5 separate regions of the Mus musculus genome follow, and all the other regions are linked to region 2. Evidence: chromatin contacts called from public HiChIP or PLAC-seq and promoter capture Hi-C data. All regions are on one chromosome and are shown on one strand. Each heading gives the region's core, a stretch centred on a gene start, on an enhancer-like site or on the middle of the called end of the contact. The rest is flanking DNA. Distances are from core to core; before and after follow the strand shown. Region 1 holds the start of Rps12 (ribosomal protein S12). Region 2 overlaps Stx7 (syntaxin 7). Region 3 overlaps Slc18b1 (solute carrier family 18, subfamily B, member 1). Region 4 holds the start of Ccn2 (cellular communication network factor 2). Region 5 has its middle 15 kb from the start of Vnn3.

Region 1 (5,336 bases), core at 1,178-3,677, 380 kb after region 2:
ATACATATGCAGCTAAAGACAAGAGCTCCTAGGTACTGGTTAGTTCATATTGTTGTTCCACCTATAGGGTTGCAGTTCCCTTTAGCTCCTTGGGTAATTTCTCTAGCTCCTCCATTGGGGGCCGTGTGACCCATCCAATAGCTGACTGTGATCATCCACTTCTATGTTTGCTAGGCCCCGGCATAGTCTCACAAGAGAGAGCTATATCTGGGTCCTTTCAGCAAAATCTTGCTAGTGTATGCAATGGTGTCAGCATTTGGAAGCTGATTATGGGATGGATCCCTGCATATGGCAATCAACCATTTATCTTTTTAAGATCAGTGGTAACTGGCTTTGATTTCTGCTTCGAAGTGGATGTGGCTGGCTATGTGAAGCAGATCCCTGGAGTTAGGCCCTTATTGTGTTCCTGGTCTCCATCTTGGGGATGGCTCAGGTACAGCTATCTGCCAGGAAGGGCCACGCCCCACTGGTTTGTATGTACACTTTCTAGCTCATATTTGTATATATTATGTGACTGCTAGAATGTACTGGGTAAGAGCCACTAACCACTATATGAATTTTCCGCCACCTTTGCCAAGACCTAAAATTGAGAGGCTACTCTTAAAGAGTGTGTGAAATAAGAGAATCTTTATCTAAAACAAAAATCCTCATCACATGGAAAATAACTTCCCTTTGGGTATTAAAATTATTACACAATCAAGATTTAAGGGGGGAGGGGCTCCAGTTGTTAAAAGGGGGTGCTTACTGCTGACAGAAAGGCATTCATTAGGGTGGACTATTAGGACAGAGAGCTGACATCAAAGGTGTGGAGAGTCTGAGCTGGTTGCTACTGTGTTGGAAGCAGCACTAAAACTTAGGCACCAAGCTGAAAGGACTCAGCTGTTTCTTCTTAGTATTTAAATGCAGTAGTTATTTTCCAATTTTACCATCTAGTCTCTTCTGTGAGACTTTTCTTCCGGGAAGAGAACTCTAATATGCTTAACACTTAAATGTTTTCCTTTTTTTGCTTTAGACATTGTCTTCCTGGTAGCCTGGAACTCACAGCTATCCACCTGCCTCTGCTTCTCAGGTGCTGGGATGAAAGTCTTGCAACTTATGTATGGTTTGACACATTAACTTTTAATAGCCTTATACTAAGGAAACTACTTAAACTCTACTTAACCACATTCTTTTCCGACTGTGTAATGTTTCAAAATCACTTCCAAAACAGCCAAAAGGCACGTGTGCCTTCCTGCTCTCTCTTCCTGTCTGAATATTCTTCCTGCACTTACCTGGCTGGAACTCTAGTTAAAACCTCTTTTAAATGCTGCCATAAACTCCAAATCCCCTGCGTTCCCACATCATCTCCACTCCCCAGCACCGTGGCATTCTGGTATGTTACTCTTTGGCTAAAATACTAGCTTTATCTTTTAAAATGCAGACTTTTAAGTGTCCGCCGTCTCTCATCTTTAAAACAGCACCATAGACACTGGCAGAAATACGCCCACAGAAACTAACCACCTATTAAATACTTTTTTGAATTGCAGGGGTAAGGAAGCAAGCATGAGGCTTTAGGGGTGAAACCCAAACGTTTATTGGAAAAGCTAAAACTTCCATCAACTTTCTTATATCCTCATGAAATTCATGAGCCCGACAATGATCACTGTATCCACCAGGTTGGCCATCAGAAGCTCTGGTTGGCTTCGGGGATATCTTCTGAGAGAGATGTCTTGTGTATTTGCTTTGGAAGTAGAAGAGCGAGTGATTCCTTCGAAATTAAAATGCATTTGTCGGCGTAGGCGGGAACTGGCTTTAAGATTCTGGAGTTCCACTCCTGGTAGCCGAATCCTCGGTGGAATTTAGTGACAGATCCACAGTGAGAGTTTAACATGTACCTCAGGGATCCAGTGTCTGCGAAGCTGCGACTCGGGAAAAAAACTAGGGTCATTACCTAAATGTTCATTCAGAACCGGTTGCATTCAGACCGGGATCTGACCTGGCCGCAAGGTCTGCTTAAACACGTTGCAAAGCAGTGGGGTTTGTGATCATACACAAATCACAGCCACTCAGAGAGGCTAAAAACCAAAGGACCAAAATGTGGACACACTCAGCCTAATCGGCCAGTATTGGCAACAGGAAACTTCACGATAAGACGTGGAAAAACTGCTTAAAACAAAGTAATTCAGCAGCGAAGAAAACGGCAGTAGTTTGGCTCCTCTCGTGTTCCGTAGGAGCGGATCGTGGGACCTCTGTGGTCCACGCCCCCTGGGCAAAGGCTGCCCGCTGCGATGCCTGCTAGAAATCCAGCCGCGTTCTTACCACGGACGCTCCTAAAGGCGGAAGTGGAAACTCCTAAGGCACGGCACCACCGGAGCCACCTCTTTAGTGGGAGGAGTTGCACATGCGCACAGAAGTCGAGCGGAGCGCTTAAATACCGTCATGCGGCCACCGCCGGCCTTTTCCCCTGCCGCCGCCGACTTGCGCGGAGGCGGAAGCTCGGGGTGAGTGTGATCCCAGCTCGTGCGCCGGCGATAGCGTGTCTACTGCGCCTTGGCTTCAAAAGTGAAGTACTTGGGTCTTAACGGGCGATTTACTGATGTTTTGTCTTTCAGTGCGTTCAAGATTCGGCGTCACCCGTGATTCACCGCCATGGCCGAGGAAGGGTGAGCGAGTGGGGCGTGGGCCTCCCGCGGGCGGCGCTGGTCTGGGCTTTTCTCCATGCTAGTTCCCCATCCCTAGCCTGCCGAGGGTCCTAACGTCTCTGTCTGCATTCCAGCATAGCTGCTGGAGGTGTAATGGACGTCAACACTGCTCTACAAGAGGTGCTGAAGACCGCCCTCATCCACGATGGCCTAGCACGTGGCATACGCGAAGCTGCCAAAGCCTTAGACAAGTACGTGTCTCAGTCTCAATACTGTGGGGTGTTGCAGCCGGAACAAAGACTGCAGCAGCCAAGGGAAGAGAGCGTGAAGTTCATGCTGTTAGCACAAAAGTTCTGAATGTCATCCGGCCAGCAGGAAACCTAGGAAAAGGTATCAACTCTAGCCCACTTAGGATGTGTGGGTTGCTGTGTGGATCGGGGATGACGAGCAGTAGTTTTGTAAAGCTACAGTGTTTGCATGATGACTTGAATTGTCGGATACCCCTTCACCCCGTTCATGGGTGAGAAACAGCTAGTCTGACAAACCTGTAGCTCGTGGGGATAGATAGTCCGGTAGTTTTGCTAGAAGATGGAAAAGGGGGGGGCATCATTATTTAGTTTGCAAATACTTAAACGACAATATTGTGGTGTCGGGGAAATCTAGCTATATCCGGGAGACTTGAGAACATGCATGGTTTATTAGGCTTATGCACGTGTATTCTACTGTTTGAGGTAAAGTCAGGTGATTTTGGATGCTGTTGTGAATATTTACAGTGCTTCCTGCACAGGACTGCTTTGGATCAGCTTTCAAGTTGGAAATACCCTGAAAGTGGTCATAGTTTCCTTTGGCCATAAATAGGTTTCCTATTATAATGTGTGGTATTGGTATCTAAGTTTGTACAGGGAAAGTGAATGGCTAGTCTGCAGTTTGGTACAGTAAATCCTGTGTGGTCAGGTTTACTAGCACAGTGAAGACCCTTGAAGGTTTCACCTTTGAGTTTTGCATTTTAGGCGCCAAGCCCATCTGTGTGTGCTCGCATCCAACTGTGATGAGCCCATGTATGTCAAGCTGGTGGAGGCACTTTGTGCTGAGCACCAAATCAACCTGATAAAGGTAAGCCTTAGTGATAATGGTGTTGAGCCACAGGCACCAGCACTAACTTGCATGGTAGTTTTGATGATTTTCACGTGGGCTGTACATGATGAAAACAGTCTCCCTCTTCTGAATCTCGCTGAGGAAACTGCACGTCACCCTCCTGAAACAGCCACCCTGGGAATGTTGAGGGTCAGCTTTTACTAGTTTCAATCCTTGTTAGTAATTGCTTTTGTCTTTGATAGGTTGATGACAACAAGAAACTAGGGGAATGGGTAGGCCTCTGTAAAATCGATCGAGAGGGCAAACCACGGAAGGTGGTTGGTTGCAGTTGCGTAGTGGTTAAGGTAAGTCTTGCTTTTCTCTTTAAAATGTTGATGGCCCTTTAGTGGAAACAAGTTTTAAAGACAAGATTTAAACCTTCTGTAAAGATAAGCCATCATTTGAAAGCCAGCCAATTAATCTGCTTATCTCAATGTTTCTGCAGAAATTTAGAAAGGGCTGGCAATATTAATGCCATGGTACGAGCCTTAGGGGCAGCTGAAGCCTTTAAGGTCCCTGAAAGTGGCTACAGTATTATTGGGAAGACTGAATCAAATAGCTGATCGGAATTTAATACTGAAAGTAATTCGCATTTAATTTTTTTAAGGACTATGGCAAAGAATCTCAGGCCAAGGATGTCATCGAGGAATACTTCAAGTGCAAGAAATAAATAAATTTTGGCTGATTTTTCTCTTGTATTTCTTGTTTGCTGGTATAAAATGGGATGTGCTTACTCAGGTGATAGTGGATTGGAAGTACCTGTCTGCTCTTACTATTTTCGTTGGGTAAATGACTGCCAAGGCTACATACACAACTAAAATTGGGCTTTGGGCTTAGTATTTTTGATGGACAAAGGAGACGCATCAAAGCTTTAAACTGGAGAACACAGGCCTCAGAATTAGGCACACTGGGCAGCCAGAACTATAGATAATTGCTAAAATTTCTGGTTACATGCCATGACAGGTTGAGAGGTAAATTACACTGAGTAGATATCCAGGGTTGGTAATAACGGTACAAGGTTAGATTGGGGTAGAAAGATGGATTAGAGGGTTAAGTGTGGGGGAAGATTTGGGACTCAGGTTCCCCAGGGGTAAATGTAGACATGCTTAAATTTCTGAACCCTGTTTGCATCCAAGTCCTAATTTTCTAGTGTTCTAGTTGGTTAGAAAGGCTTAGAAATCTGTAGTGATGAGGGATTCTTAAGCAGCGTTATGGGACAGTTTGCATGAACCTTCTGTTGCTAGCACTTAGTGACAGTTAAAAATATCAGTTGTAGTTTTGCTTTCAAAGTGTCTGGTTTTAGGAAATGTGTCAAGGAAACTATTTGATGGTATAGTGTATCCATAAGCTGTTAGCCTTTTTTTAGATAAAGCAAGAAACTCAAGACCTTCAGAAAAGAACTAGACCAGCTACAAGTGTGCTAACAATAACTTCTGGAGTCAACTTGGGATGTTCAAGCATCAAGCTCAGGTTAGATTTGGCAGTAAGCACCTCCCAATGACTTGTGGGAATATTTGAGGTGTGTGCAGTCTGTCAGCAGAGGGTAGGAGGCTAAGGCTGGCACCATGTTCAAGATGTCTC
Region 2 (5,463 bases), core at 1,694-4,193:
TACTTCATAAATTGGGGCAAGTTGCACAGACACACAAGTTACACTCTCATACAATATGACATAATCTAAATGCATACTATTATATGAATCAGAGTCTTCGGAGATCTGACACAAACCTCACCCAACTGTATAAACTTGGGCAAGTGACTTAAGCATTCCAAAACTAAATTTTCATCTGATAGACTCGATGACAAAATCTGATAAGAACATTTTAAAAAATACACAATGGTTAATTTTAGGTAGAGAATATACAATTTTATTTATTTTTGTTTTTATATTTATTTATTTTAATTTAATTTTATGTGTAATTCATTTTTTACACTCCATATTCCATTCCCCGCCCCTCCCCATCCACACTGACTGCTCCACATCCCACACCTCCTCCCAACCCTACCCCGTCTCCACGTGGACGCTCCCAACCCCCATCCCTCCTGACCTCTAAACTCCCTGGGGCCTCCAGTCTCTTGAGGGTTCGGTGCATCATCTCTGAATGGACACAGACCCTGCAGTTCTCTACTGTATGTGTGTTGGGGGGCCTCATATCAGCTGGTGTATGCTGTCTGTTTGGCGGTCTACTGTTTGAGAGATCTCGGGGGTCCAGATTAATTGAGACTTCTGGTCCTCCTACAGAACCAGAATATTCAGTTTTAAAGAGAGAGCTACAACTTTCTAGGTTAACGTTAGGGAGATGGCTCGGTGGGTAGAATGTTTGCCACACAGGCTTGAGACCCTGAATTCAGATCGCTAGAACACATGCATGCACAGCAAGCACCGTATCCATGCATCTATATTCCCGTTGCTCCCATGCCAGGGTGGGAGGCTGAGACAGGAGGCTCCACACAAGTTCACTGGGCAGCTACATAACACAGCATAAACACTGTCCTAAGTGAACTAGCTGGAAGGTGGCAAGGACTGGTTTCTGAGGTTGTTGTCCTTTGACTTCTACGCTATGGGACATATGACTGTACATACATACATAAATAAAGACACACACATACACACACAATCATATACATATCATGCACACACAAAATTTTAAAAATTAAAAAATAAAATACTCGATTAAGACAGCAGTCACAATTGCATGTGCTATAATTGCATGTGCTCTTAGCACTCTGGAGGCTGATGGATTACAAATTCAAGACCAACAAAGGCCATACAGCAGGAATCACAAACACCGAAAGAGTTTAGGTACCTTCCAGAAAGACAATGTAACTAAGATCACGGGGATGTTTCCTGCAGAGCTGCTTCCCACCTGTGCCTGCAGAAAGGTAACACTGAGTTCTCAGTAAACAGGACTTTCCGAATGGCTCTCTCACTCCTAAGCGGAGAACAATGGTTCATGGGCTGCAAGCAGCTGCAGCCAGCCAGCCCTCGGTGATGTCTGTGGGTGTTCTCTTTGACTTCAAAGGGGATGAAGACAACCCTCCCCCGCAGAAGTTAAATGGTCACAACTCTGATCACAAACACATTACTACCTCAGCCGTGGTTTCTTCACCGATCTTGGTAACAGTAATATTGAGGGAAGACTATAGACAATAAACACACCAAAGCAGAACACAGTTCATGTCCTATGTGAATTCTTCCAAAGTAACTAAAAGTATCAACTACTTTTAAAAAAGGAACTCTGGTATACACATGCAGGGCAGTTACTCTGTAATGAAAAGTGCTGCTCAGGAATGGCTACAGAACAAACAGGCAAGGGATTTCATAAAGAACTCAAAGAGATGTATTGTCAAAATAATTCCAGGAAACAAAAACTAGTCAGCTTCAAGCAACCAAATACATGTAGGACCATTGCCCAACTAACCACAAACTGTAATTTCATAAAAGGGAAGCAACACTGTGATCCAACCAATCCCTGTGCATAGATTTTGTTCATGGTAAATAAGGCTAAAAGTAACTGTGATTATTTATCTGAATGTAGCCTGCTGTGTTCACATGGGGATGCTGGCATATGGACTGCATCACTTTATCCATGTAGATCTCTAAGCATGCATTCTGGAAACAGGATAGGTGCCAAGATCCCCGGCTCATAAACAAACATTCAGTCTTCAGATAAAATTTTCATGAATAAAGGGTGGTGAATATATTGATGTTAACACCCACTAATGGAATACATGAAGCTAGCAGGTGCAGGAGAAAAGGTAAATCATAAAAAATACCCTTTGCATATTATAACCTCATGCTCTTAATTTTTTTTTTAATACTTTGGTGACTGAGGCATTCAAACCTTTCTCTCAAAGATTAACATTTTAATGGGGGAACACAGGGCGGAAATCGTAATTAAATTTTTATTTTTCTGATAAAAGGCATTATAAAATGAAAGCAAGATGATGAGAAAATGATTATAAAGAATAGCCAAGTAAGACATCCCTTAGATAAATGTACTGAGGTCACCTGAATACACAAAAGGGTAATACACATGCGGCTGCTTGCAGCCCATGAACCATTGTTCTCCCCTTAGGAGTGGGAGAGCCATTCGGAAAGTCCTACTGAGCCTGTTTACGGAGAACTCAGTGTTACCTTTCTGCAGGCACAGGTGGGAAGCGGGTTCCAAGGCCCTGAGGTGTGAAAGGGTCAGCCCAAGAAGCCTCAGGAAGAACCTGAGGTGGGCAGTGGGGGAGGCAGGTTGGATGCGGGTGTGAACAGCACAAGGCTCACACTTCCTTGCAAGGGCCAAGAGAGTCACAGATGAATTGAAATCTGGGTGTGACGTGTGCTCATGCATTAAAAATCTGCCTTGTTGTCACTGTGGAGAAGATAAGAGGGCAAGAAAGGGGGCAGAGAGGACAATGTGGAGGCTGCTGTCATCTGAAGTAGTAAGAACAGTGTGGACCCGGTGGCCACAAAAGGAGAGAAGGGACCAGCGGGCTGTGCACTTCTGTGCACTTCGACTGGATCCAGGCAGGGGAGTTTCCCAGATCACAAGGCAGGACAGGAACCAAAGGGAAGAGAGTTCACGCTCAGGGCATGAGCCGGCAGATGATTCACACACAGGCAAGAGAGAGAGTTCCAGGAAGCACCTCGGCCACTGATTAAGACTGGTGTATGAAGTGAGAAGAGTATACTCCCACCGCCAAGAGCAGACACTCTACCCCATAGGGCAAGTCACCATAGAAACCAGAACTGCCCTTCTCACTGAGATTCCCCCAGGAGAAATACTCTCTCTCCTACCTGTATCTGGACTGCGTCAACAGTTGGACATGAGAAAATTATAATACCAGAACTGTGGGTACTCCAGGGGGTAAATAATGTCAGCCATCTATTTTCAGATGTGACAGCAGATCTGCTCACTTCTGGGGACTGGAGTCCTTTTTACAGAAAAGCCTGCTGTGATGCCAAAGAGAAAAGTCCAAATACTCGCTTCCCTTTTGTGCACTCATGTGTTCAGAGGCAAAAATGGACGTCTCTTCACTAGACCAGAACGCACTTCCCCCCAGAACAACAAGATGACCTATAGTTTAAAAACTATTTTTATTGATCCTTTGAGGATTTCAGACAATAAATTTTGACTAGACTCACTCCCTCAGTTCCTCCCAGAACCAACTTAAGAACCCCCTCAGAACCTTGCAGGCCCAGAGCTAAACAGAGATTCTTATTAACAAACAGGGACAGTGAGTGTGAAGTAAGAACAGTTACTGCACTGCATGGAGACAATGTGGGTCTTTTAGACAGACAGACAGATGATTCAACATAAAACATGCTTCTGTTATCTTCTTCTAACATTTATAGCAAAGGCTCAAGCTTTTACCGAGTATCTTCCCAGAGAGCTCCAGAAAACATACACAGAAAAGCACATTTAATATTATTATACAAGCTTTAGCAGAAATGTCTACACTCAAATTCTGATGGGAAGATTTTTTTTCTTTTTCTAGTTATTTGCTGTTTATTTTGTGTGCACGAATGTTTAGCCTATATGTGTGTGTGTATATATGTATGTATGTATGTATGTATGTATGTATGCAGGTATGTATGTGTACCATGTGCCCAGGGTGGGCAGATGAGGGTGTCACATCCCTTGGAACTGGAGTTACAGATGTTTGTAAGTCACCTTGTAGATGCTGGGGACTAAATCCCACTCTCTGCAAGCAACCTCTCCAGCCCCACAACAAGAAGATTTTGTTACCAATGTATATGATTAGTTTGTTTACAGAAAGTTCTTAGCCACCTTAGAGTCTCCTTAAAAACAAAGAATACTTAAATGCCAGAATTTTCTTATTGGAAATGTTATTCTTTGGCAATCTCACACTTGTATGTAATGACTATGGCTGCTCTCTCTTCCCCTTCCCCTTCCCTCTGCCTTGCCAGCCACACTTCTTTACAAATCTTCCCACACCCATTCCTTTTTGTTTGGTCCCACAGAATGTAACTAGGCCCATCTGTTTGACCCTGGGTTTGTAACTACCCATTAATGGCAGAGAGTTCACTAGAACAACTATGTATGGATTTTTTTTTTTTTTAGTCAAATACTGTTTCACAGTTAACTGTTCTAAATTCTATTTATTAATTTTCTTCAATTCTTAATTCAGTTAATTCACTGCATGGCTCACTCTTGAAACATTTATGTCAATAACTCCCATCTTCTAGTATCAGAAAATACCTCCTAATCCTGGTGGTACTCTAGCCTAGTGCTTCTCAACCTGCGGGTGTCACCCCTGTGTGGGGGTGACAGATCAGATATCCTGCATATCAGATATTTACATTATGATTCATAACAGTAGCAAAATTACAGTTATCAAATAGCAGTGAAGTCATTTTATGGCTGGGGGGTCACCACAACAAGAGGAACTGTATTAAAGGGTCACAGTGTTCGGAAGGTTGACGATCACTGCTCTAGTAGCTCTTACAAATGGCTGCTTCCATTATGAGAATCTGTAAATAATGTATAAGTCCCATGACAAATGGCCTCTTAACACTAAAACCTGCACATGATAGGAGAGTTTTCAGGAGTCCTTGAAACTCTGGCTGAGATTTAACTTTATAAAGTTGGAAGAGATTAATCCAGTGTGCATGCGTGTGCGCACACACACACACACACACAAACACACACACACACACACAGAGCTTGCTGAATTACAGAATGTTCTATGTTCACTGAATTTCTTAAGAGCTATGTTCACAAAAACCTGACTCAAATTAGAAATGCAAATTAAGCCACTATGAGATAAGAATGTGGCTGAAATGGATTAAACTTTAGGCTGTTCTTGTTGGCAAGGATTTGGAGCTAGGTCAGCTCTGGCTGGAGGAAGCAAGCACTTCAGGAAGCTCTTCTTGTTTCTACCAATGCAGACTACTCACAAATCCTAAGATCCACCAACCCAGGAACAGAAGCAGCATCAACAGAAAAGCACAGAAACAAAACAAAACAAAACAATAAACTGGAAAAGACTTTGAATGTTTGCCAACAGTGTTAAAGTAAACTGGTATACATGTCTGAATAAGGACTACTTACTTCAAAGG
Region 3 (5,394 bases), core at 882-3,381, 350 kb after region 2:
AAAACCTTTTGTTTTAATCTGTTACATTTCTTGCGTATACAGAAAGCATTATCTGTTATAATATATAGCTCAGTAAAGAACACTAGCTGCTCCTACAAAAGACAGAGGTTTAGTTTCCAGTGCCCACATGCCTTCTTTCTGACCTCTGTGAGCACCAGACATGCACACAGTCAAAAACTCACACACAGAAAATGAAATAAGTAAAATGTACCGATTGTTTTAAGTTTTAAAATAAAAGGATGGCTGGGCGTGGTGGTGCAAGCCTTTAATCCCAGCACTCAAGAGGCAGAGGCAGGTGCATCACTGAACTCAAATCCAGCCTGGTCCAGGATGGCCAGGGCTGCACAGAAAAACCCTGTCTTTAAAAAAAAATTATATAATAATAACAATAATAACTGGAAAAATCCAGAAACAACGAGTTTCTAAATTTTAAACAACTTTAATTATAGTAATCGTACTTGTTTTATGCTTTCATTATTATTGCTAATCTCCTTTTACAATTATTTAATTATTTAATGTGTATGTGGTGTTTTGCCTGTATGTCCGTCTGTGCCAGGAACCTGCCATGTGTTCCTGGTGCTTCAGAGGCCGGAAGAGGATGCTCTGTCCTGAGAGCTGAGTTACAGATGGTTGTGAACCACCATGTGGATGCTGGGACTTGAACTCTGTTCCTCTGCAAGTGCAGCTAGTACTCTTAACCGCTGAGCCATCACACCAGCCCCATATTGTTAATCTCTTAACTGTGCCTAATTTTAAATTAAACTTTACCGTAAGTATGTGTGCACACATCAAAACTTAGTAGAAGTGGGCTTGATGTGTGCTCTGGTCTTGTAGTATGTGGCCCACAAAGGAGGTGGGACTATTGTGTAACTCCATAGATCCTCCTGTCACCATGGTGTAAAGCAGGCTCCTCAGATTCTCAGGTTGAGGGTTTTAATGAGAGGCGTGGCATGCCATGACTGTTAGAACAGGACATCAGGGAACAACTGGAGAGCAGATATGGAAATGGGTCAAGGACTCCTAACACACAATGCTAAGTAGCCTAAGTATGGCGGGCCATGGGGGTGGAAGGAATGAGCAGCAGGTATTGAACACAGGATTCTAACTGCTCACAAGTCAAAACAAAAGACAACTTCATTACAGTTGCTGATGGCCCAGGGACTGCTTGTATTTTGATGCTAATTCCACTCTCCAGGGAGGGGCTTAGGACACGAATGAGTCCTCCCCCCTACTTAATTTGTAAAACAAAGGCTAGAGCCTGTGATTGGGCAGGAGAAGAGAAGGTGGAGCTGAAAGTTTGGGCGAGATGGAGGAGAGGGAGAAGAGAGGACGACAGAGGGGGTGGAAGGAAAGTGGAGCAGAAGCCCGTGGCCTGGAGGAACCACAAGCAAATAAGGGGTCTCACAGATGAGGAAGATGGTAGTGTAGCGGCAGATCTGCCCAATCTAGGCATGCAGTTTTATTCATATTAACTGAGTCGTGTTTTCTTTGCGTGGGTTTATTTGGGTTGGAGATTTCCTGTAACATCTATCCTAAAACTTTCAATGGCATTAAAACTTTCAATAACTGTAAGAGTGCACTTATTTAGGAACACTCCAAACTTAATATTATCGACCTTAGGGATTTTTTTAAATTCCAGTTTTAATTAGCCTGTCTTAGCTATCTTTTCTCATTTCCTAATGTAATAAAGAGTTTTTTTTTTCCTTTTGCTACATGAGAATCTAACCCCTTTCTTTTCTTTTCTTTTTTTCTTTTTCTTTCTTTTTTTTTTTTTGAGATTTTTTTTTTTTTTATGTATATGAGGACACTGCAGCTGTCTTCAGACACACACTAGAAGGAGGGCATCAGATTCCATTACAGATGGCTGCTGTGAGCCACCATGTAGTTGCTGGGAATTGAGCCTAGGTCCTCTACAAGAGCATCCAATGCTCTTCACTGCTGACCCATCTCCCCAGGTCTGTTGCTGACTGTTTAGCCATCATACCTGGACATAGCCCAGGATGCTAAACGAAGGGAAAACAACATAAAACAAAACAAACAAACAAAAAACTGATTCCTTACACTTGCAAAGAGGATAAGCACCACCTTGTGGTTTACTGTGGTATTGCCTCGCTGGCTCTGTTCTCCCCAGTTCCCCATAGTAACCTAGCAAGAATACAAGTTGACTACCCTACTAAGAATCAATGCTTACAATGTACATAACCTGGCTAGTAAGTTTCATTTGGACCAAAGGGAACTACCAATGAGCCACAGCTAAGAACCTGATGGCCCAAAGTGTTCTGTGCTCCTTGCCCTGGTTAGCTCCTATCAGTTAACCATGACAGTATGCAGCTGCTTATCACTGTGATTAGTGATTTATGTGGGGATGGAAACTTTGACCCGGAATGATTCCTTTACTGTGCCAGGAACTATTATCTTACTGTGTCCTTGTAACTATTACTGCTCCAGACAAGCAGAAGGCCCACTGGGAAGGAATAATTGGCCTTGACCGGCTACACTGAATGTTTTAGTTTGTTTGAGATGTATCTCAAAGAAACTCACGGAGTGAAAAACAAACGTGTCACTTTGTGCCCAGGATGGCGTGGAACTCACTAAGTACACAAAGTTGACCTAGAACCTAGAGTTGGGAAAGGTAGAGGCAGGAAGATCTCTGGGCGTGTGAGTTCCAGGGTGGGCAGGGCTACATAGTGAGACCGTATTAAAAACAAACCAACAAGCCGAGCGGGGGGGGGGGGGGGGGGGGGGGGGGGGGGTGGTGACACACGCCTTTAATCCCAGCACTTGGGAGGCAGAGGCAGGCAGATTTATGAGTTCAAGGCCATCCTGGTCTACAAAGTGAGTTCCAGGACAGCCAGGGCTACACAGAGAAACCCTGTCTCAACCACCCCATCCCACCCCCACCCCACCCCCCCCCAAAAAAAAAACAACAAAAGAACCTAAAGCCACATTGGCCTAGAACTTATAGGGATCTCACCTTGCTTTTACTGCTTTGTAGACAAAATGTGTTGCCCACAGCAGTTTCTGGTGATTTAGTTCAGCCCAATGGCAATGGCTTGTGAGGAGAAATTAAGTATTTTGATCCTCCTAAAACCTAGAAATTTTTGTGATATGCTTTTATTTATTTATTTGTTTGTTTGTTTGTTTGTTTGAAGATAGGGCCTCATGCAACCTAGGCTGGCCGTAAACTCACCCTATAGCTGAGGTGCTTTAAAGATGAGCACCACCATCGTTCTCTTTGTGTGGAGCTAGAGAGCAAACCTAGGACTTGATGCAAGTAGTCTGCTAATTGAGCTTTATCCCTAGTCCTCTGTAAGCAAAAGTTCTCATGAATTAATTACCCATGTTTTAGGAAAGAGAGCCAGTTTTTGAGGGTGTGGCAAAAGAGGTATCATTGATTACATTAACTAAAAGCCAACATACCGTAATGTATCCTTTACAAAGACATACAAATAAAATAAAAGGTCTAAAGCGAGTATTAAGTTTGAACTTACCATAACTAGGCAAAATGTATAGGTTGAGTGGTATCATCAGCAGGACTATGCACCCCAGAAAAATAAAGGGTACCTCGTAGCCAAAGGATTGATACAAAAGGCCACCTAAAGGGGGGCCTGCTACCAGCCCCAGTCCAGAAAAAACCTCAAGACTTCCCTAAAAGTAAAAAAAAAACAAAAAACAAAAATGAAACGAGGATTTAGCTCATGTATTTTAGATGAAGAATTACTAGTGTCAGGCATGATGACACAGACCTTTAATGTCAGCACTTGGGAAGTAGAGGCAGGTAGATGTCTATGAGTCCCAGGCCAGAAAGGGTGGCATAGTAAGACCCCATCTCAAAATGCCTGGTCCTGTAAACCTAGCTAGCCTCCCTGTGGCTGGTAAGGCCATAGACATGGAAATAGACCCTGGTAACTGCCATTTTCCTAAAGCAGTATAGTTTGTAACCACATTTGAAATATTTGTCCGTACATCCACAGGGAAGTGCACCTCCCACCTTTCATCAAAGACGTTTCTTTTCTAAGCTGCTGGAGCCCATTACAGAAATCTACAACTGGTCAAAATGTAAAATACAACTGGTCACAGGGTGTTCAACACCAACTGATATACATGCACTACAACCCATATACCTACGTCTCAGGGAGCACCAAGGAATAGGGGCAGAAGATGGAAAGAGCCAGAGGCCCAGGACATCTGCGATGAGAGAGTGTCCTCTGCATGAGACAGGGAAGTTGCATCCATGACATCCCAACAATACAGTTACCTGAGGAAGACCAGCATAGTGACTACACTAACTGACTGACGTGCCCGTGGATGGGAGAAATCTCACAGAGCTTTATCCCCAGGTGAGCACTATAGGCAACCAATGGCTGCTAAGAAAGGGAATCAGTATCCTCCAGGGGGAGCCCCGGGTTGGTTATCCAACTGTGGTCAGGGCTGAGCATAGAGACGTATGAGCAACACTAGATGAACTTGGTGGAAGCTGTGTTTACACACACACACACACACACACACACACACACACACACACAAAGCAGTAAACTAAGGAAAAGGAGTGGAAATTATACAAATATATTGTACTCATGTAGAAATTCTCAAAAATGTAAGCAAAAACAGAATTATGAGAGTACTACTTTTAAAAATGTCACTTCACAGTTTATACAGAGAGAGAGAGAGATGTTGGTTCACACACTGATACTATAGCACTGTTTGCAATGTGAAGCAAGGTGCAGTGGCAGACACCTGTGATCTCAGCACCCAAGAGAAAGGTTTCAGGCACCAAAACCAGGAGTTCAAGGTCAACTGTTGAGAGTTCTAGCAAGCCTGGCCTAAATGAGACCCTGTTCTAAACAAAGGAACAAAAGATGCAAATGATGTAAATATTCACTAGCATTTTAATTAACTAGGAGATATCTATGCGGTGTAAGTGTACACAGCCAGTAAAGAGAGAATGGATGGGTTTTATAACTAGATACTGTAGCCACCAATGTGAGTTTATCAGTAAAATTAGTGAGGTGTTAAATAGTGTGAAGAGTATGTCATCAACTGTGCAAAGAAAAGGGGGCTGGAGAGATGGCTCAGCTGTTGAGAACACGGACTACTCTTCCTGAGGTCCTGGGTTCAATTCCCAGTGGCCACATGGTGACTCACAACCATTTGTGATTAGACCCAATGCCCTCTTCTGGTGTGTTGAAGATAGCTACACTGTACTCATATACATAATATAAATAAATCTAGAGAGAGAGAAAGAAAGAAAGAAAGAAAGAAAGAAAGAAAGAAAGGAAGGAAGGAAGGAAGGAAGGAAGGAAGGGAGGGAGGGAAGAGAATCACTCTGCTACTCCATATGCACATGTATGTTTGTACATGTGTGTACATGTGTATGTATGTGCATATGTGTGT
Region 4 (5,063 bases), core at 407-2,906, 430 kb before region 2:
TGTTGTTACAGCATCTCTCATTCTAGCCAGACAGCTCCATGGTTAGATATTTCTGGAGACAACAGGCCTCTAATAACATGGGAGGTGAGACAGCCAGCTCGGTTCTCTTCCCTGTCATTCTGTAAAACGGAGTGACTAGGGGCAGAGGATGTACCTTAATGTTTTCCTCCAGGTCAGCTTCGCAGGGCCTGACCATGCAGAGGCGGCTCTGCTTCTCCAGTCTGCAGAAGGTATTGTCATTGGTAACTCGGGTGGAGATGCCCATCCCACAGGTCTTAGAACAGGCGCTCCACTCTGTGGTCTGGACCAGGCAGTTGGCTCGCATCATAGTTGGGTCTGGGCCAAATGTGTCTTCCAGTCGGTAGGCTGTGAGAGCAGAACACACAAACACAAGGTAAAACATCCGGATAGGACAATTTCCCCTTAATTTGGTGGACTTGGGCATTGGCCCTGAAGTTGGGGAGAATGAATAACAGTAACTTTGAAGGTGACAACTCACCAGCTAGGGCAGGGCCAACTGCTGTGCGGTCCTTGGGCTCGTCACACACCCACTCCTCGCAGCATTTCCCAGGCAGCTTGACCCTTCTCGGGAAGGGGCAGTCAGGGCTGGGCAGGCGCACGTCCATGCTGCACAGGGGCACGCAGCCCACGGCCCCATCCAGGCAAGTGCATTGGTATTTGCAGCTGCTTTGGAAGGACTCACCGCTGCGGTACACCGACCCACCGAAGACACAGGGTGCACCATCTTTGGCTGCGGGAGAGGAAGACAAAGTTGTAGGTCAGGCGTAGGGTCACAGGGATCAGAACAGCTAGCTATATCACTGTACATGTCAAGGTGACGAGCTAGGGTCAGGACTGCAGGGGGCCGGTTGGAAGCAGCTGCGGATAGGGGCTTTTCTTTTTCTAGAGGGTATCACGCTGGACTTGAGAGAGGTGGTGGTCCAACACCAAAAGGTGAGGCCTCTGCAAAGGGGGCTGGAATGGGGCTGAGGGTCTTACCAGTGCACACTCCGATCTTGCGGTTGGCGGGGGAGCCGAAATCGCAGAAGAGGCCCTTGTGTGGGTCGCAGGGGTCACGCTCCGTACACAGTTCTCCCAGCTGCTTGGCGCAGACGCGGCAGCAGCCGCAGCCGTCCAGCACCAGGCTCACGCCGGCGGGGCAGTGCGGCGCTGCTTCGGCTGCGCACTGACATTGCGCGCTGCAGTCCTGGCCCATAGCAGGCTGCGGAGAGGAAGGGGAGGGAGGTCAGTCTGTGATCGCAGCTCACTCTGCCCTCCCTCCGTCCCTTCCGTCAGTCCCGGGGCTTACCCGGGTGCAGAGAGCGAGGAGCACCAAGGCGAGGCTGATGGGACCTGCGACGGAGGCGAGCATGATCGGGACGCGGTAGGAGGATGCACAGCAGGGTGCAGAGGCGACGAGAGGCGCGGCCGGAGCCTGGATTCGGACAGGGGCGGAGGTTGGTGTCTGGACGCTCCAGGCGGTGGCGTCTGGGGTTGTCGGCTGGGCTGGGGCTGCTGCCGTCTGGAGGAGGTCGGTCTCCTGGGGTCGGAGCTGGAGTGGATCTGGCTGAGTCTTCTTGGAGAGAAGAGCTGTGTGAGACTAGGCGGGCGGCGCTGGCTTTTATACGCTCCCGGGAGCCGGCTCGCCAAAGAACTGAATGGAGTCCTACACAAACAGGGACATTCCTCACATTCCTCCCCACCTTCCTGCCTCATCAACTCACACCGGATTGATCCTGACCCCTTGACACTCCACATTCCTCCGTCTGAAAAAGCTGGCACACTTTAGCTCGCCAGGAAAAAAAAAAAAGGCGCTGTGTTTCCAGCACAACACCAAGAAGTAAAACTTTCTCCATATCATCTTCTCACCCCTCCTGATGAAATATAACTTAGAAATAAACGATTATTTCTCTGATCTTTTCTTCTTAAAAATCTCTTTGCCAGTTCTGGCTACTGACATAAAAACTTCTCAAGACTCAAATAGCTCAAGAGGCAAATACCATGGGCCCCTAGAAATTAAAAAAAATATTTTTCTTTGTTTTGGATTTTTTTTTTTCTTTACGGGGCTGTAGTCTCTTGGTGTTCTTCTACTGAGAGGAGAAGGGTGCTTATAGCCATTTGAAATGCCTCCTCTCCTCCCAGAATTCCTATGTGCAACTTTTGTATCTGAAATACAGGCATTTGATCTTTGGTCACTGGAGATAACCATTTTGATGGCTGAAAGATATGAAAGCCAAGGATGTAGGTTCCCAGGGAGATTTTCAGCACTCTTTATGTAAGAACTTGTCTTCAGGGTCCAGGGAGGCAAGGGGAATGACTGGGCATGGCTTTTCTAGAAAAATAAGTTTATGAGTTCAGACCAAATGGCTGTGTTCAGAAGCTAAGTGTCAGGGAATATAGTGGGAGAAGAAAGAGGTATAAGGAGGCCAGTAGGGGTTCAGTTGGGATATTTTAAACATGGCTGTACTGAGGTCCAGGCTTGGATTTTTTTTTTTTAACTTATCCTAAAACCCATAATCTAACGATGTTGTTGGGGTTTGTTCTGTTTTGAAGTAAAGCACTTGTTTACATAACAGCAAAACCATAGACGGTTGTATCTAGTTATAATCCGGCTATAAACTAAGCATCAGTGCATAATATATTTTTACTGACTTCCCCAAGTGTCTACAATTAGTGATGAAGCCTCTTGCTACTCAAATAGCTTGCAGGCTCGTGGAGGGAGGTTAAATCAAGGAAAGCACAGCTTTATCCCCTGCTCGTGTGTTGATGTTAAAAGTAAACAATGTATCTAAGCTAGTCTCTGTTTCTTAGAACTGCTACTTAGTTTCTGTAAGGACCAATTTTATACACTGTGCATTCATTTAGGACCTGTGTTGTTTATTGGCTCTCTGTCTGTCTCTCTTTCTCTCTCTCTCTGTCTCTCTTTGCGTGTGTGTGTGTGTGTGTGTGTGTGTGTGTGTGTGTGTGTGTGTATGTGTGTGTGTGTTTATCTCCAATTCTCATTGGACATAGAAAGATTCTGGGACCATCCCATGCTTTCCCTAAAGCTACATCATTTGTCACTGGCTTCCTCTCATAGTTGGTGTTTCTGACTATAAGTTTAAACTGAGTATATCGGCAAAGACTAATTTTGGAGACAACACACTATAGATTTATAACATGAAAACAGCCCATTTAAGTGGGCCAGTTTTAAAACTTTTTCAATCCATCCATGGATGATTAGCAGGGGTGGCGGGGGGCGATGGTGGGAGGGGGTAAGGGAGTTAGCCACTTCAAGTGGCTGACCACATCATCTGCACACAATTACCTTGTTAAGCCAGCCACATGCTGTACAGTGCAGTTACATGTCAACAGCGAAAGGTGTGAGTGGCTTGAAGTGTGAGCAGCCTCTGCAGTGCTGGAAGGATTTCTGACATTGTTATTCAATGTTCTTTCCAAGCATTCCTCAAAGAGAAGAGGCCCGAGACTTCCTATTTAAAGAAAGAACATGGCAAGTTATGTGAGTAGCCACATGTGTAGTATAGGCAACTTGGCCTTGCACTTTTGCTGTCTTCTTTGATGATATTTTTTTTTTTAAAGTCCAAACTATGTGGGAAGCCACAGTGAAATCTTTCAAGTCTTAAACTCCCAATTATATCTACCAGCAATGGTCAGAAAGGTGGAATGAGTGAGGAAGGGAAGGGAAGGGAAGGGTGAGGCTCATCTGGGGTGGGATGTGGGCTCTGAGGTGAGCTCTCTAGCCTGCAATGTGATGAGGGGAGCCAGGAGAGTTGGAGCAGTCTCTGAAACCACAAGTCCACCTGAGAGCCACCAATGGCTTGCTGTATCCAGGGGGCAGGCTCAGTCACAGGGGTAAGTGGTTGGGCTTTTTATAATTGAGTAACTTGGGCAGTGTTTTTAGAACGGCCATTCATAAAGCTAAGGGAAGTCACAGAGAGAAGCCCGACCGACGCCCACTCAGAACAGGAAGATAAGAAGTCTCGATTTCGTTGCTCTCAGTGAGGATTAACCACCTTTAACTTCTCAGGAAACAGATGCGTTGTGTTTTAACTTTAATTTTCACCTCTCTTCTTCCTTCCCTTGCCTCTCCCTTTCTCCCTTTGCCTTTCCCCCCTTCCACCTTCCATTTAGAGTATATTATCATCCTGCACTACTGTTAAAAAGTGTCAGCATTATAATACTAGGTTTTACTATAAAATTCACACCTCAAATTCTCAGTAACTCCATAGTTAGTTCCAAATGGATGGTTTTTAATAATTAACTAAGAGGAACTAGATTATTGAAATATACAACCAACTCATGAAAATCTCAGAATATTCTGTGCATTTGAAATGTAGCTTGGAGCTTTATAATCAAAACACTTGAAAGGGTGAAGACAGAAGACTACCTCTCCACAAATCATACAGACAAGATGGGACAGAAGGAGAAGGGTGTGTGACAGAGGACATTCAAGACATTCACAGACTGGAAAGTATGTTTTTATTATGATGCAGGTCATTAAGTGCCAGGAAATCCAGAAGGAAAGACTGACACACCAGCCTTGGTTCATGCCATGGGACCTGACTTCTTACATCCTTATAAATGACTCAGCAAATGTTTGTGTGCACCTGGGCAGTAAAACGAACGTAGCAGCTTCTTACAACTTCAGCCAACTCTGCCCTAGCCCAACCTTTTTGATTGACAGCATGGGAGAAACAAATCCTTGAAATTGTATGGAGAAGGAAGTTGTTGTTTTGACTTCTAAACAGGGGTTTACTTAGTGACTTCAAGAGAACATTCTACCCCAACCAACCCTCCCAGTAGATGAGGAATTCACTAAGGTGGCCACTTACGGTATGCATGGGTGAGATGATGTACTCAGCTCTTTTGCTTGAGTCTTGTACAATGTTTTTTGCCCCCCCTCTAAAAAGGTTACTTGATCAGCGATAAGACAGAGAGAGAATCCAGCAGAACAATAGCAAAGTGACCAGACTTGGAGTGTTTGTGTACTTAAGGAAGGAATCTTGCAGATTTTCAGTTTTCAGTTGTAGACATTTTCTTATAAGAGCAAGCAGGAAGTCAGT
Region 5 (4,698 bases), core at 668-3,167, 330 kb after region 2:
GTGAGATCTCTCCAGCCCTCTTATAACTTCCCCATTCCAATTCTGACTGGGTGCTATGGGTCTAGGTCATTCAGAGATTCACCAGTCTGGCCACGAGGATATTTAACAAAGAAGAGACTTTTATTCAGGTGCTGGCATCTGTACCTGGTGCCAGAACTGTGTTCCAAGACCTGAGATATTCAAGATGTAGCATTTAGCCATATTATCCCAGGGCGTATAAAGAGAAAAACCATAGAATTATGTGACTTGAAAAAAGTCATCTTATATCTTGGGTATCCTAGGTTTTGGGCTAATATCCACTTATCAGTGAGTACATATTGTGTGAGTTCCTTTGTGAATGTGTTACCTCACTCAGGATGATGCCCTCCAGGTCCATCCATTTGGCTAGGAATTTCATAAATTCATTCTTTTTAATAGCTGAGTAGTACTCCATTATGTAAATGTACCACATTTCCTGTATCCATTCCTCTGTTGAGGGGCATCTGGGTTCTTTCCAGCTTCAGTAGTGTTGAAACTCTACTAACCACAGCTATATAGACTCACTGTTTTATAGGATCTGTGCCTAAAATTAAGCCTTAGTCTTTGGATGGAACAATTCAGTGCTACAGATGCCCTAAGTTAGATTGTTTTTTATATGAACTTAGGATAGCTGTAATTCTTTCTGGCACATTTTAACCACTTTCACTGCTAAGATGAGCATAAGGTCAATATGGTAGCAATTACCTGTAACCCCAGCGTTCAGATACTCAGAGTAGGGAGTTTGCCAGTTTGAGCCTAGCTTAAGCGAGTGCAGTGAGATCCTGTCTTGGGAAGGAGATGGGGCTTGAGGGGGCAGAGAGAAAGGCACAAATGGGATCTTAGCCTTGATCTTAGCCAAATCTGTAAGGAAAGGCCTTAATTCAGAGGCCGAGAGACCTTTCAAAAGTTACATAACTAGTTTCTAGATGCCACCTGCTAACGATTTGTTGAGTAAGATTGTTCAACATCTGTGGCCACATTAGTGACACTCTGTCCTCTCATCCTACAACCAGTGAGCAAGAGAGACGACACACAGTACACAGCAACGTTCTGGTTTTTCTGTCCCCATAAACTTCTAAGGTGACTAGTAAATGCTTGCAGGGGCAGTGTTTGTCATTCGCTGGAACTGGGGACATTCTTAAGTCATTGTAAGCAGAACTGAAATAAAATATATCACATAAAATATTATAATCTGCCACTTCAGAAACTATATGCTACCAAAAGGGCTGGGGTCTGTAGGCCGCTGGAGAAAGAACTAAATTAATAAGTGAACAAGTAAATAGGTAAGTACAACTATAAAGAATTAGTTACAGTTTGGTTCTCAGGGAAAGTGAAACCTGACCCTATGCACCAGGCCTAAGAGAAGCACATCGCCTCAGGCTGCCTTGTCCCTTTCCATAAATGCCCAAACCCTTCTGTTTCCATGATCTGGGTTCATAGTTTATCCAGGGGAGAGCCCTATTAAGATGACAATTTTTTGTTCTCTAGGTAACTGATCTATTTTCAAAAGAAGGTCATTTTATCGATTGTGTTAGTTTCCTAAAACCTTGATGATGCTCTCCCTCCCCCTCCCCCTCCCCCTCTCCCTCTCCCACTACCTCTCCCAGTCTCTGTGGGGGGAGGGGGGTTCATGTTGGGTGTGTTTGTATCTCTCTGTCTCTCTTCATCTCTTTGTGTGTGTGTCTGTCTGTCTCTCTGTAACTCTGTCTCTGTCTCTCTTTCTGTGTCTCTCTATCTCTATCATCTTCTCTTTCTGAAAATGAACTGGTGTAGGCAAGGCAAGATCTCAAAGCCAACCATGTAGAAGTGCTTTTTCTTCTCTCCCGACTCCCAGGCAAGGACAAGCAGCCAGCGCTGGGAGACTGATCCAACTGGGTCCCTGTCCAGATCTATGTGGACTTTGAGTTAAGACTTAAGTCTTACTCAGCTAACTGTTCTCTAACTGTTCCCTACGTAAGATTAGATGTTAAAAAACCAGTGGGTCGCTTTGTGGACTATTTTCTACTCTTCTCAGTTCCCTCCCCAGCAATCTCCACCCAGTTTTTTCAATGCTACTGTGATAAGATAGTGAAATGGCCTTTGGCCGTTTTATTTTCCCTCAAGAGCTGATGTGATGAGGATGAGCCTGCTCAGCTGGAATGTAGAATAACTCCATTATTAAGGCTCTGCCAGGACAGGATGACTGACTACCACACAGAGGCACTGGATGTTTTTGTATTTCTCAGCACAATCTGAGTTCTTGATGTGGGAATATTAGGAAAATAAAGTTTCCATCTCAGTTCCAAAAAGAAAAAAAAAAAAAAAGAAATGGCCTTTGGCTATGAACCTTTAATTTGATCTGGGAAACTCCATGTTTTAGTCCTTTTCCCTTGGATCAAGTGGTTTCATGAAGTTAATACTTAGCCCTACTCCAAGGAAATGCCTCAGAGATTTCTGCTAGTGCACGGCGTCAACACAACACTGATTGATGGCTAGGGCCTAAGAGGACACAGCTTGCTGAGCTTGCCCTGCGAGACAGTGTTCCCTCACTTCCTTGAAGTGACCTTGGAGATTTTCAGTTCATTGATTTTTCTGCCAACCTGGCTTCCTCCGAAAGACTTAGTGAAATTTCTGTCTAGATTCCTGACTTGAAGTCTAACCTTAACCATCTAAATCCAGCAGCTACATTTCCCTTCTAGCCTTGATGCCCTCAAAAGCTCCTACCTAAGACATGTTCTATGGATACCAAGGACTCCTGCTAGCTCTTCACAGGTCCAAGGCTGCATTATAGGTTTAAACCTTTGACTTTGTGGGGCTAGAGAGTTAGAAGTGATTACGTGGCTGCTCTTCTAGCAGACTTGGGTTCAATTCTTCGTACCTATGAAAGATCCTGCCAGAATGTAAAAGGTCACAGAAGCCCTGAAATTGGCAAAATAGATTTCATTGTTAGCAGAAGTAGCTACACTGATTTAGAAAAATAGAGGTGCACAATGCTCTGGTCCCTCCTCAAACCCGTGTGTCTGCCAATGTTCTGACCGTTCCTTGAACACAGGTGTGTGCCCACTGCTGCACCTCACTGCCTGGTGTTTGTGGTATTGGTTGCTGGGATAGAGTCGGAAAATCTCCCCAGCAACCACAGCTGGGACCAATCCGGAGTTACTACACCTGCATTAGACTCTCCTTGTTTCCCTCCCATACCCATTTCTTGAGAAATCAATCATTTTACATTGTTTAGATCTGGAAATCCCCTACTCCCCCCTTCTCCTTTCCCCCCTGAGGGCCTATAAAAACTGGAACCCCTTTCCCCTCGGGGTCGAATCCTCTACTCCTGCGTGGGATATGAGTCATCCCCAGAGCTCTGGCTTTCCCCGAATAAAGCCTCATGTGGTTTGCATCAAGCTTGGTCTCTCGTGAGTTCTTGAAGGTCCGTTATTATACTGAGACTTGAGTGAGGGTCCCTTCGGGGGTCTTTCACCTACATCATGGTCCCCAACTATCTGTAACTCCAATTCCAGGAGATCCAATACCCTCTTTGGCCTCGGTATATATGTGACACACAGACATACATGTAGATAAAATTTAAAAAAACACCCATACACATAAAGATAAACAAAGCTAATAAATAAATAAAAACAACAAAAAGAAAATCTTTTGGCTTTGCAGAATACATTTTCCCCCAAAATCATTTTGTTTATTTCTCAGTTTTCTGTGTATGAGCATTTTGCCCACATATATGCAGATATGATATGCCTGGTGCCTGCAGAAGTCAGAAGAGGGTATCAGATTGCTTAGAACTGGTGTTATAAGTACTTGTGAGCTGACTTGTGGGTGACAGGAGCCAACCAGAGTCCTCTGAAAGAGCAGTAAGCACTCTTAATTGCTGAGCCAACCCTAAAATAATTTTAATATTGTGGTGGTTTCATTATGATTGACCCAGGAAGTGGCACTATTAGGACGAGAGGTCTTCTTGGAGGAAGTGTGTCACTGTTGGGGTGGGCTTTAAGACCCTCCTCCTAGCTTCCTGGAAGACAGCAGTCTTCTGTTTGCCTTCAGAATAAGATGTAGAACTCTCAGCTCCTCCAGTCCCATGCCTGCCTGGATGCTGCCATGCTTCCTGCCTTGACGATAATGGACTGAACCTCAGAACCAGGAAGCCAGCCCCAGTTAAGTGTTGTCCTTTAGAAGAGTTGCTCCTTAGAGAAAACACCCAAGGAGCTGAAGGGTTCTGCAACCCTATAGGTGGAACAACAATATGAACTAACCAGTACCCCCAGAGCTCATGTCTCTAGCTGCATATGTAGCAGAAGATGGCCTAGTCGGCCGTCATTGGGAAGATAGGCCCCGTGGTCTTACAAACTTTATATGCCCCAGTACAGGGGAACACCAGGGCCAAGAAGTGGGAGTGGGTGGGTAGGGGAGCAGGGTAGGAGGAGGGTACAGGGAACTTTCGGGATAGCATTTGAAATGTAAATAAAGAAAATATCTAATAAAAAAAAAAAAGAAAAGAAGAGTTGCTCTTGGTCATGGTGTCTTTTCCCAGCAACAGAAACTCTAACTAAGACAAATATTACATTTGTCTGATAATACATATGTATAATATACATATTGTCTGATAATACATGTATATAATATACATATTGTCTGATAATACATAGACATGGAAACCTCAAGTTTAAACATTCTTCTGTTGGATAACATGCG

What was found. Promoter capture Hi-C pulls out the DNA fragments that hold promoters and counts their contacts. HiChIP or PLAC-seq counts read pairs in DNA pulled down with a chosen protein or histone mark.
Region 1: a contact with region 2 is called in a promoter capture Hi-C map of neutrophils, with 7 times the contacts expected there. The contact joins the promoter of Rps12 here to the enhancer-like site in region 2. A contact is called at or near these places in 12 of 39 promoter capture datasets (the 3T3-L1 cell line, 3T3-L1-derived adipocytes, the HPC-7 cell line and 9 more), 3 of 484 Hi-C or Micro-C datasets (B cells, bone marrow-derived macrophages and rod photoreceptor), 21 of 115 datasets of contacts at active chromatin or transcription factors (the 230-238 cell line, acute myeloid leukemia, bone marrow-derived dendritic cells and 12 more) and 3 of 9 other capture datasets (adipose tissue, liver and pancreatic islet).
Region 3: a contact with region 2 is called in an H3K27ac HiChIP or PLAC-seq map of embryonic stem cells, with 6 read pairs. The contact joins two enhancer-like sites. A contact is called at or near these places in 1 of 39 promoter capture datasets (neural stem cells), 1 of 15 datasets of contacts at CTCF or cohesin (pro-B cells), 17 of 115 datasets of contacts at active chromatin or transcription factors (acute myeloid leukemia, bone marrow-derived macrophages, differentiating embryonic stem cells and 7 more) and 4 of 9 other capture datasets (adipose tissue, embryonic stem cells, liver and 1 more).
Region 4: a contact with region 2 is called in an H3K27ac HiChIP or PLAC-seq map of embryonic stem cells, with 2.4 times the contacts expected there. The contact joins the promoter of Ccn2 here to the enhancer-like site in region 2. A contact is called at or near these places in 6 of 115 datasets of contacts at active chromatin or transcription factors (the NIH/3T3 cell line, embryonic stem cells, epiblast stem cells and 1 more) and 2 of 9 other capture datasets (adipose tissue and embryonic stem cells).
Region 5: a contact with region 2 is called in an H3K27ac HiChIP or PLAC-seq map of extraembryonic endoderm stem cells. The contact joins two enhancer-like sites. A contact is called at or near these places in 7 of 115 datasets of contacts at active chromatin or transcription factors (the 230-238 cell line, bone marrow-derived dendritic cells, bone marrow-derived macrophages and 3 more) and 2 of 9 other capture datasets (adipose tissue and pancreatic islet).

The regions. Positions count from the first base shown.
Region 1 is chr10:23,784,300-23,789,635 of GRCm38.p6, reverse strand. It overlaps Rps12 (ribosomal protein S12), which reads left to right and starts at 2,427. Exons shown (of 6, transcript NM_011295.6): 1 at 2,427-2,480; 2 at 2,592-2,642; 3 at 2,756-2,872; 4 at 3,632-3,734; 5 at 3,959-4,060; 6 at 4,363-4,453. The coding sequence starts at 2,629. The coding sequence ends at 4,425. LOC115487513 (a small nucleolar RNA gene) reads left to right here and starts at 3,093; the gene lies at 3,093-3,166. Snora33 (small nucleolar RNA, H/ACA box 33) reads left to right here and starts at 4,185; the gene lies at 4,185-4,289. Snord100 (small nucleolar RNA, C/D box 100) reads left to right here and starts at 3,815; the gene lies at 3,815-3,882.
Region 2 is chr10:24,162,226-24,167,688 of GRCm38.p6, reverse strand. All of the region lies in intron 2 of Stx7 (syntaxin 7), which reads right to left. Among named protein-coding and RNA genes, the nearest start is that of Stx7, 16 kb to the right of the region's middle. Within about 2 kb of position 2,943, at least 229 of the 459 cell types and tissues checked have an H3K27ac peak or open chromatin away from gene starts, as enhancers often do. A contact at or near this core is called in the 230-238 cell line, B cells, the HPC-7 cell line and 19 more, where this site is marked.
Region 3 is chr10:23,809,043-23,814,436 of GRCm38.p6, reverse strand. Slc18b1 (solute carrier family 18, subfamily B, member 1) reads right to left here. Exons shown (of 14, transcript NM_183116.2): 6 at 3,492-3,648. Among named protein-coding and RNA genes, the nearest start is that of Slc18b1, 15 kb to the right of the region's middle. Within about 2 kb of position 2,131, at least 42 of the 459 cell types and tissues checked have an H3K27ac peak or open chromatin away from gene starts, as enhancers often do. A contact at or near this core is called in differentiating embryonic stem cells, embryonic stem cells, epiblast stem cells and 2 more, where this site is marked.
Region 4 is chr10:24,592,035-24,597,097 of GRCm38.p6, reverse strand. It overlaps Ccn2 (cellular communication network factor 2), which reads right to left and starts at 1,656. Exons shown (of 5, transcript NM_010217.2): 1 at 1,310-1,656; 2 at 1,000-1,222; 3 at 500-751; 4 at 155-366. The coding sequence starts at 1,372. It overlaps Gm15270 (predicted gene 15270), which reads left to right and starts at 1,295. Exons shown (of 5, transcript NR_163910.1): 1 at 1,295-1,457.
Region 5 is chr10:23,833,985-23,838,682 of GRCm38.p6, reverse strand. No RefSeq gene overlaps it. Among named protein-coding and RNA genes, the nearest start is that of Vnn3, 15 kb to the left of the region's middle. Within about 2 kb of position 1,917, at least 8 of the 459 cell types and tissues checked have an H3K27ac peak or open chromatin away from gene starts, as enhancers often do. A contact at or near this core is called in adipose tissue and extraembryonic endoderm stem cells, where this site is marked.